Linked DNA regions of Macaca mulatta: region 2 is linked to region 1. The links are chromatin contacts, called in public Hi-C maps. All regions are on one chromosome and are shown on one strand. The core of a region is the stretch at or near the end of the contact, and the rest is flanking DNA. Distances in the headings are between cores, read along the strand shown. Region 1 holds the start of LINC02875 (long intergenic non-protein coding RNA 2875). Region 2 overlaps LOC144335491 (a long non-coding RNA gene).

Region 1 (4,673 bases), core at 100-2,599:
TCTGCCTCCCGCCCCGCGCCGGTGAGCTCCCCAGAGCCGCATCCTCCTCGCCTAGCTAGCAGGTGTCTCCAGACCGACTCCTAGCAGTGGGGATGGGGAAGGGGTGGGAACTGGGCGGGCACCCCTTCAGCCCTGGGTCTGGTCGGTCACCGAGCACCCCACCTCCTTCCCAGTTCTCTTTAAGCCTTGGGGACCCCGAATGCCCTGCCCCAACAGGCTGCCCACCTTGGGCACTGCACAGGGTGGGGTTTGGGGAGGGTGCTGGCTTCCAAAACACCAAGGACGTTGAGATGGCGGGAGGGCGATGATGAAGATGGAATGAACAATTGGGCCCCCAGACGCCTAGATGCCTTCGTGGGCCGATACATTTGCAAGGAACCAGAGAGAGAACCAGGCCCGCCTCTTCAGGAGGGGGCTGCCCCCAGGCCACGCCGAATGCGGCTGGAGCGGGGAGAGGACTCAGCCAGTGCACGAGTGGGAGGTTGCAGTAGAACGTGTCCAAACCCCAGAGGGTGGGTTCTGGCTGAGACCTCAGACCTGCGGGAACCCGATGGGGACAGAGAAGCCCGTTTTCCAGCCTAAATAGAAGCTCGTGGGCAGCGCGTTTGCTGGAGGTCGCTTTGGGCTGAAACGCCTCATACTCCTAGAGCAGGGGCGCGTTTGCTTCCCGCGGCTTCTCACTTTCAGCAGGACACTAGGAGGGAGACAAGAGTCGGCTGCGGGCCCGCGGCGGCCTGCGTACAGGGCTGCGGACACCAGGGGGCAGCACCGACCTAGGGTCGCAGGAGGGGCGCGGGCGCAGGCACCGGCGCGGGGGAGGCTGGTGGCTGCGAAGGCCAGGCGGGGCTGCCTCGTTGCGGCCGTTTTTGGGCCGCGTCGTTGCTGCAGCAACCCGAGTGGGGTGGGACTCCAGGGCCTAGAGATCCCCCACTCCACTCCAGCCGCCACCTCCCGCCTCACAGGTCCCCTCCGAGTCGCCCACCCGGCGCTCCGCGGGGCCCCAGCTGGTGGCCAGAGTTCGACTGCGGGAACCCGCGGCCTGCGGCTGGGCCTTGTCCTAGACAAAGGCTAGGCCACTCCCATGCCCAATTAAGCCACCCTCCTCCCCGGCCTCCCAGCCCTCATTGTCCCCAGGGTCGCCAATTAGCCCAGGCGCCCCGCGTACCCGCGGCTCCGGTGCCACAAGGCCTCCTTAACCCTTCAGGGCCTGGCTCGGGGTCCTTGGACGGCAGAGCCACCGGCACGCGCGTGGCAGGAGGGCCTGTGCTGGGGCAATGGCGATACCTACTGGTGGCCTAGCCTGTCGCCGCGGGCCCCCACGTGTAGGGCGTGTGAGATCTAAGAGGGAATTGTGCTTGTCGGTGTGGGGTGGCGCGTTCGATTCCCGGAGGAACTCGAAGACGGAGGGTGTGAGTGCGGGGCTCCGAGAGACCCCCTAGCGGCGAAGCCGCACGGATTCCAAGGCCCCGCGGACCTCATTTCCTCTCGGGCTACTCGGAATCCGAGCCCTCAAGCCCTTCCTCCCCAACTCCCCCGCCGCTGCCGTGGAGAACCCGAGCCACCGGTGTGGCCTGGCCCTGCCCTTCCGAAGGGCGCAGCTCCCGGGCCCGCCTCCCCAGCTGACCGCGAACTCCCGCGCGGGATGCTCCTGGGGCGGGAGGGGCGCGCTCAGCCTCGCTCTCCCCGGGACTCCCAAGCTCAAGCGCCCCAGCTCGAGGCCCCGACCCCCTATTTCCCGATTATGGGACGGCCTCTTGAGGGACAGCCTCCACGAGCCCTGGATTTACACCCCAAGCCTGCCTTCCTCCGCTCTGGGAAGGACCCAAAATCCAGTTCCGCTTCCTCCCCCTCCGTCGCTGTCCTTGGCTCCCAGGTGCGGAGCACCGGTGGTCAGGCGGGAGCCAGCAAGAGGCCGAGCGCTCCATGCTCGCAGGACTGGGCGGCAGCGGAGGGAGCCCCCGCGCTCTTGGGAGGGAGCCCGAGCTCCGGGTCCCCTGGGCACCCTCCCCGGAGCGCCTTCGGGGTGGAGGCTGGTCGCGGGGCGCTGAATGTGTCCGAGCACGCTCGGGGCGGTTTTGCCCTTGGACTTTCTTTTTGGCTCCCGGAGGCGCATATCTGTTCCTCCTATTGAATGGGGCCGGGGACCCCGAACCCACTCCGGAAGCACGGATTTCCAGAGCTGACGGCCGCGCCTCGTTTCCCGGCGAGTCCTCTTGGCAGCTCTAGCAGCTCCCCGCCGGGAGCACGAGTGGGAGCGAACCCAGAGCCCGCCCAGGCCTCGGGCCTCGGCAACTCCCCACAGGTCCACGAGATGGCGCTGCAGGCCAGGGCCCTGGCCGCGGCCTCACAGCCCGCCTCGGGCGAGAGCGGGAGGTAGACTGGGGACCCGGGCAAGCCGGGCACGGAGGAGCAGCCACCGACGCACGCAGAGCCGGGTCCGGAGCCCGGCACAGGCCGCCGAGGGACCGAGGGACTCCGGGGCTGCGGACACGCGGAGCGGAGGGCTTGAGGCTCGGGGTGGGGCCTTCTCCCCTGCTGCCGGGACCGCCGGGCATCGCCAGCTCGGCGACCTTCCAGGCTGCTGCAGATCCCGGCGTGTCCTCTTCTGCGCGCCGGCCGGGCTGGGCCCTCGCGTTCTCTCTGCCGGGAAGGAGCTGCCGGCCTCCGGCCTCCCAGGCTCCTCCGTAGGGGGCTGTGGCTGAGATCCGCAGGGGGCGGGCCGCACGGCCCTGGGAGCGCGGGGCCCACTCCACGGTGAGGACTTGGGGGCGCGATAGGGGAAGGATCGGCGGGGATCCGGCGCTCCTCTCGCGGAGAGGGACCCCTCGGCTCCAACCCGCCCTCCTCACCACCCTTACGCGTTTCTTCAGGGTGGGGTCTTCAGGGTTGAGGGCAGGATGTGCCCTGTGGAGCTGCTCACCTAAGTTCCTGCCTCCGTAGGGGAGGCTTTGGGCTGCGTTATTCCAGCGGGAGGTGGTGGGGACTGGGGAGGTGGTGGGGACTGGGGAGGGCCCAGGGGTCAGCCTGAGAATCTCGCCCTTGGATTAAAAGCCACTAAGGCTCTGGGTCAGGTCTGAATAGGGGGCAGGGGATGTAAGACCCGTTGGCTGGGGAATGCCAGAGTTGGAGGGGGTGGAGCTTAGAAGCCAGCTGACCCTTTATGTCCCCAGATGAGCTCTGGCACCCTCAGAGATTAACCCTACACAGGTTTCCTAAGGGCACACGGCTAGAAAGCAGCCCGGTTAACACCAGTCGAGGGTCATTTCCGCTGCGATACAGTCACCGGCTGGGTGATGGGACCCAGGCCAGATGTCGTACCCGCACTGGGCTCTCAGCTCTTTTCTCTTTCAAAGTACAGTGTAGCACTGGGCTCTCAGCTCTTTTCTCTTTCAAAGTACAGTGTAGCAGAGAATAGGACCAAATCTTTGGTGATTTAATAATTATCTACATGCTCATCTATGGCTGAAGCAGCTGCTTGGTAGGAAAACTGGATAGGTACAAGGTCGAACTCTGCCTCTAGAGCTGTGAGTGCCCTCCAAAAATGTAACTTTATTCTCTGGGCTGCAGAAGCCTCATCTGCAAAATAAGTAGTTTGGACTAAAATCAAGTTGATCTGCAAATGGCCAGTTGACCTGGGTCCAGTTTCCAGTGACCCCTGTCCCACCCCCAGCCAGAACTGCTTTAGACAAGAGCCATGTTCCCATTTAATGCTTAAGGAACCTGAGCCAGAGGGATAGGCAGAGTCACAGACCTTGAGGGCCTTCGCCAAGATTCTTGGGGTGGGGGACTGGGTTGGTGGCCTGGATGAATTCTCAATTAGGAAATTGCATTCTAGGTTCCAGTTGCCTCCATTCCCTGTGGGGTGTGGTTGTCACTCACAGCTTGGCCTTCTACCTCAAGCAAGCTGCTTTTGGAGAGATGCAGACTAGTGGGTTGTGGGCGGGGGTTGGGGGGTGACTTTATTGCCCAGCACCACAATTTGTTGACTGTGTGTAACTTCTTCCCAAAGAGAGACCCCAAAGAGAGAAAGGGATACCAGTGAAGGCCATTCAGGCACCCATGTTTAAGCGGGTCCCCCAGGCTAATTTCTTTCTTGTGAGGAAGCCTTCATGACAGCCAACGCACTTTCACATGTGGCCTCTCCCCAGCCCTCACTGGCGGGGTGGAGACTATGAGTCCCCATTTCACAGACACGACATTGGGGTTCAGAGAAATGAAGTGAGGTGCCTGAGGCCATCCAGTAAATAAAGGACAAAGCTCTTTCGCAATCCCTTGGGCCTGGCCCTTGGAAACTGATGAAGTGATGATGGGTGAGAGTCAGGCTTGCAGCAGGAAAAGGGCAAACAGGGCAGGGGAGGAGTGCCCGGATGTCCTGGCCAGGAGGTGTGTCCGTGGGAGAAGCAGCCTGGCTCAGAGCCTAGGTCCAGCAGGCCGGGGGAAGGGTGGCCTCATGGCTCCAGTCAGCCCAGCTGGGCCTGCAGGGACCCCTGGTCGGGGCAGGGGCTTTTCGGGGTAAAACACTAACAGGGGTGTTGAGAGGATTACCTGGGGGAGGGGGGTGCATCCTGTGCTTAGCTTAGGGCGTGGCTCATGTTCCCTCTCAATTTTATTTATTTCTCTCCCAAAGAGAACAAGCAGGATGTCCTCTGGCCCCATGGTGCCTGCTCCTCAGC
Region 2 (4,686 bases), core at 1,409-3,908, 140 kb after region 1:
ATTGATTTATTTCTTCTTTTTCCCTTTATTTATTGTTTTGGAAACTATATATTCCATTTTCTTAATGGATTCTTTTACATTTTAACATTAAGTTTTCTAATTTTTCTCTTTTAAAATCATTTGTGTATATATCCAGACACCTCTTGGCCCTAACATGAGTCTTAGCAAACATTCATTTTCTTTCTTGTACTTTTGTCTTTCTTTTTCTACCTCACACATTGAAGTCATCTGGTACCTTTGTTCCAGGTTGTTGTTAACTATTTGTCATTATGACCTTAGTTCCAGGTTGTTGTTAACTATTTTTCATTATACATGCATATCATCATACTTATTTTAGGTTTTACTTCTTTGCTTATCATTTGTTTCTGATATCTCTTATATTCCTCTGAATTCCTTTTTTGACAGGTTTTGGGGTGGGTTATGTCTTTTAGTAATTCTCTAAAGAGAAAATTTGTGGGTGATAAACTTCTAAGTCTTACTGTGTCTGAACATGTCTTAATTTTTGTCCCACTATGTAAATATTAATTAACTAGGAATAAGATTTTAGTTTTAAAATAATGTTCCCTCATTATATTGAGATATTATTTCATCTCAATATAATTTTGGTATCTAGTCCCAGTAATTAGACATGAAATGCCAATGTGATATCTATCCTTTTGTAGATGGTTTTTCCTCTCTTTATTCTTGGTATTTTGATATAAGCACATGATGCAGGCCCTTTTAATCTTCCTTTAGACCTGGGAAATTTTCTTCTATTATTTCTTTGATTATTTCCTCCCTTCCATCAGCTATGGTCTCTTTCAGGAGTTCTTCAAAATATCTAATCTGATGGACTTTTTCTTGTTTTTTTGACATTTTATGACATTTTTGGGAGGAGCAGGCATATAATCAGATCAAAATTTTAATCTAGTGTTTCTATGCATTATTAAGGAAATTTTAAGATAAATGTCAAATTATACTTTTGAATGTGATTGAATTTGGGCTCTCGTTATTTTTCCAAATAATATATATTTTTAAATCCTTGAATGGATTCCCTTTAGATAACCCTATGGAAGTTTTTACTCCTTCAACCAATATTTATTTAGTGCCTAATTTTTGCTTGGCATTGTTCTAGGTTCTAAAGATTCAAAGTTTTTTCTAAAGATGCAAATTTATAGTCTGACACAGAGTTTCTCAACCTTGGTACTACTCACATTTGACTAGATAATTCTTTGTTGTGGGAGGTTGTCCTGGCCATTAGAAGATGTTTAGCAGCATCTCTGGCCTCTACCCAATAGATGCCAGTAGCACCACCACCACCCCATTGCTGTTATAATAAAAAATAGAACCAGTAATTGCCAAATGTCCTCTGATGGGCAAAATTGCACTGGCCCAACACACTCTCTGTCACCACTGAGAATCATTGGTTTAGCAGGAGAAATAGCTAGTATACTACTGGGTCTATGGGAGTGGAAGAGTATACAGAATGTTGGTACAAAGAAGGTAACTGTTAACCCAGCCTGAGGTTCAGGAAATGTTTTACAATGCAAAGATACTTGGCCTGGATCTTAAAGGAAGAGTTAGGTATTGGTCAGGTAAACAAGGAATGAGAGAAGAAAGAATGGTAATATTCAGGAGAAAAACAGCATGCGAAGACAGAAAGGTTGAAACAGTTTGATGCATCTGAGAAACTCTTAGTAGTTCAGTGTGTGGTTGGAACATAGATTTGAGGGCTATGGTAAAAAGGGAAGGAAACAATAAAGCTGGAGAGGTAGTTAGGGACAAGGTTATAAAGGAACTGGCAGGCTATGCTAGGAAATTTGTGCTTTGTTCAGTAGTGATGGAAAACCACTGGAAGTGTTAAGCAGGGAAATGGCATTTTAGAAAGGCAGTTTTATAAATATGCAATGAATGGTTTAAAAAGATATGAAACTAGAAATAGGAAGACTGGATAGAAGAGAATTATAACAACCAAGTTAAGGACCCAAACTAGGGCAATGGGGGCCAGAGAGATGGAAAATGGGACACGCAATATATAGGAGGTAGAACTGATAAGATTTCCTGATTGTTATATGGAGAATAAAGAATTGGGAAGATTAAAGACAATGTCAAATTTTGGTGAAAAGAAAGGGTAAATGGAGCTGTTCTTAGTGAATTGTGTTTACAGGTAGAAAATTCAAATAAAAATCCCTGGGACAAAAACAAAAAACAAAGAAAACAAACAAAACACCCTAAGTATCTTATAGCTCTATAGTTCTAGACACAATAGACAAGACATAAATTGACAGTTTTTAGAAAAACAGAACCAACACCCCCATCCTTCCCCAAAAATCATTGTTTTCTTTCATCACGATAAATTTTAACATCTTCTCCAAACATTTTCTCATGGTCTTTTTATCCCAAAACTTTAAGAGAATGCTTTATGTATTTTTTTTTCCAATTATTTCACTTGTTGAGTCAACTCATTTTTGACGCATGATTTCAGTTGTTACAGAAGACTGGGAAATTTTAAGCCAAGATCAGACCATGAGGACTACATTTTTTGTTTATTAATGACATAAAAAATAGACAATTGTATCCATAAAATGACTTAAGTTCCATAAGCAACCATAAATGCCAAATAATTCAAGGTTGGAGAATTTTTTTCAGCCTCTTTGCTGAAGAACTATGGTACTGAGGACCTCTACTGTTGAGAATATGAATGGCTCCACTGCTAGGATTAAATTTTCAGAATAAACATCAACCAGGCATAGGCAATCTATAGCCTGCCCAAAGTACACTATTTTCAGAGGCACATGGATAGTTGTGTCACTGGAACCTACGCAGGAATGCCTATGAGGTAGAATTTAGGTCTCCTCTCACCTTCTGGACTTTTCCACCTCCGTGTGCCCAGGGTCCAGCCCTGTCTTCTGGCTTGAGTCTGTGTTGGGCCTGATTACTACAGGTTTTTCTTGTTCTTGTTCTGTTCTTTTTTCTTTTCTTTCTTTTCTTTTCCTTCCTTCTTCCTTCTTTCTTTCTTTCCCTCTCTCTTTTTTCTGTCTTTCTTTCTTCTTTTTCTTTCTTTCTTTCTTTCCTTCCTTCCTTCCTTCCTTCTTTCTTTCTTTCTTTCTTTCCTTCTTTCCTTCTTTCCTTCTTTCCTTTTTTTCTTTCTTTTCTTTTTCTTTCTTTCTCCTTCCCTCCCTCTCTCCCATCTTTTTTTTTTTTTTTTTTTTTTTTTGAGACAGAATCTCTCTGTGTCACCAGGCTGGAATGCAGTGGTGTGACCTCGGCTCAGTGCAACCGCTGCCTCCCGGATTCGAGCCATTCTCTTGCCCCAGCCTCCTGAGTAGCTGGGACTACTGGTTTGTATCACCATGCCCAGCTAATTTTTTTAATTTTTAGTAGAGAGAGGGTTTCACCATGTTGGCCAGGTTGGTCTTGATCTCTTGACCTCGTGATCTGCCCACCTTGGCCTCCCAAAGTACTGGGATTACAGGCATGAGCCACCGTGCCTGGTTTTTTTTTTTTTTTTTTTTTTTTTTTTTTTGACGGAGTCTTGCTCTCTCGCCAGGCTGGAGTGCAGTAACCCGATCTTGGCTCACTGCAGCCTCTGCCTCCCGGGTTCAAGCGATTCTCCTGCCTCAGCCTCCTGAGTAGATGGGACTACAGGCGCCCACCACCAAGCCCAGCTGATTTTTGTATTTTTAGTAAAGATGGGATTTCACCATGTTGGCCAGGATGGTCTCAATCTCCTGACCTCGTGATCTGCCCACCTCAGCCTCCCAAAATGCTGGGATTATAGATGTAATCTGAAATGCCACAAGCTATAGGATTGGAAGAGATTTCTTTTTTGTTTATATTTAGTATCTGGATGGCCATGGCTGTGTATGTAGTGCACTTGATCCTTACGTGAGATTTAATTCCTGTATTTCCATGACACTCATTATCAGTGTTTAAATTGACCCAAGGGCCTCTCCCGTGTGGTTTGGCCAGTAACTGTCCCGCATGCTAGGACTTGAATTTAGGTCCTGCTATTTATTAGTTTATTACCAAGGAACTTGTTCAAGTTACTTGACCTCTCACTCAATTTTCTCCTCTGTTCAAATGGGAGAAATAACTTTTTTTTCTTTTTAATGTTTGAACAAGTTAGATTTGTGAAAACATGTAAGACAGAGACGGATACAAAAATGAATGTTCAATGTTCCTAATGTCCCTTCTGTCCCTTTCCCTTCGCTTTATAAAAAATCAATTCAGAGTGAGAAATATCTGCGTTTAAAAATACACTTAAGGCGGATCCTTTATCAACAACATGTTTCCAAGCCAAATGTGAATCAGACCAAATTGGTGTCTTCATCCGATTGTGTTTTTACCACAAGAAAGGTTCTCAAATTAGGGTTTAAGCTGACAAAAGGAATTGGGTGTTAGAGGGCTTGGTCGTACACAAAGCGCCAAAGCCGTAATCTGCTTTGCATAAGGAATTCTAAAGAATTACGAAGCGTTTAGTCAACTCCCACAGTCATATGTGAGTTGTGAGGTTTGGTGCAGGGACAAGTGAAGGAAAGGATTCTATGAAAGTTGACAACAAGAGAAAGCGAAGCCCTGACTGTAAAGAAGGCTCACATCATCTCTACACTATCCAATCACATTCGCAACATAGCAGCATTGTGCATTTGGGCTTCCATACGAATAAAATTCAGCAGCTCCTGTGCCTTACCTTCCAAGACTCAG

Evidence for each region. A called contact is a pair of places that touch in the nucleus more often than the background predicts.
Region 2: a contact with region 1 is called in a Hi-C map of fetal cortical plate, with 3 times the contacts expected there. The contact joins the enhancer-like site here to the promoter of LINC02875 in region 1. A contact is called at or near these places in 4 of 14 Hi-C or Micro-C datasets (cortical neurons, fetal cortex germinal zone, fetal cortical plate and 1 more).

Annotation. Positions count from the first base shown.
Region 1 is chr16:49,151,121-49,155,793 of T2T-MMU8v2.0, forward strand. LINC02875 (long intergenic non-protein coding RNA 2875) reads left to right here and starts at 1,350. Exons shown (of 3, transcript XM_015120018.3): 1 at 1,350-2,099; 2 at 2,102-3,359; 3 at 3,401-4,268. The coding sequence starts at 1,643. The coding sequence ends at 2,688.
Region 2 is chr16:49,284,948-49,289,633 of T2T-MMU8v2.0, forward strand. The region is part of intron 3 of LOC144335491 (a long non-coding RNA gene); the gene reads right to left. Among named protein-coding and RNA genes, the nearest start is that of NACA2, 39 kb to the right of the region's middle. Within about 2 kb of position 2,659, at least 1 of the 40 cell types and tissues checked has an H3K27ac peak or open chromatin away from gene starts, as enhancers often do. A contact at or near this core is called in fetal cortical plate, where this site is marked.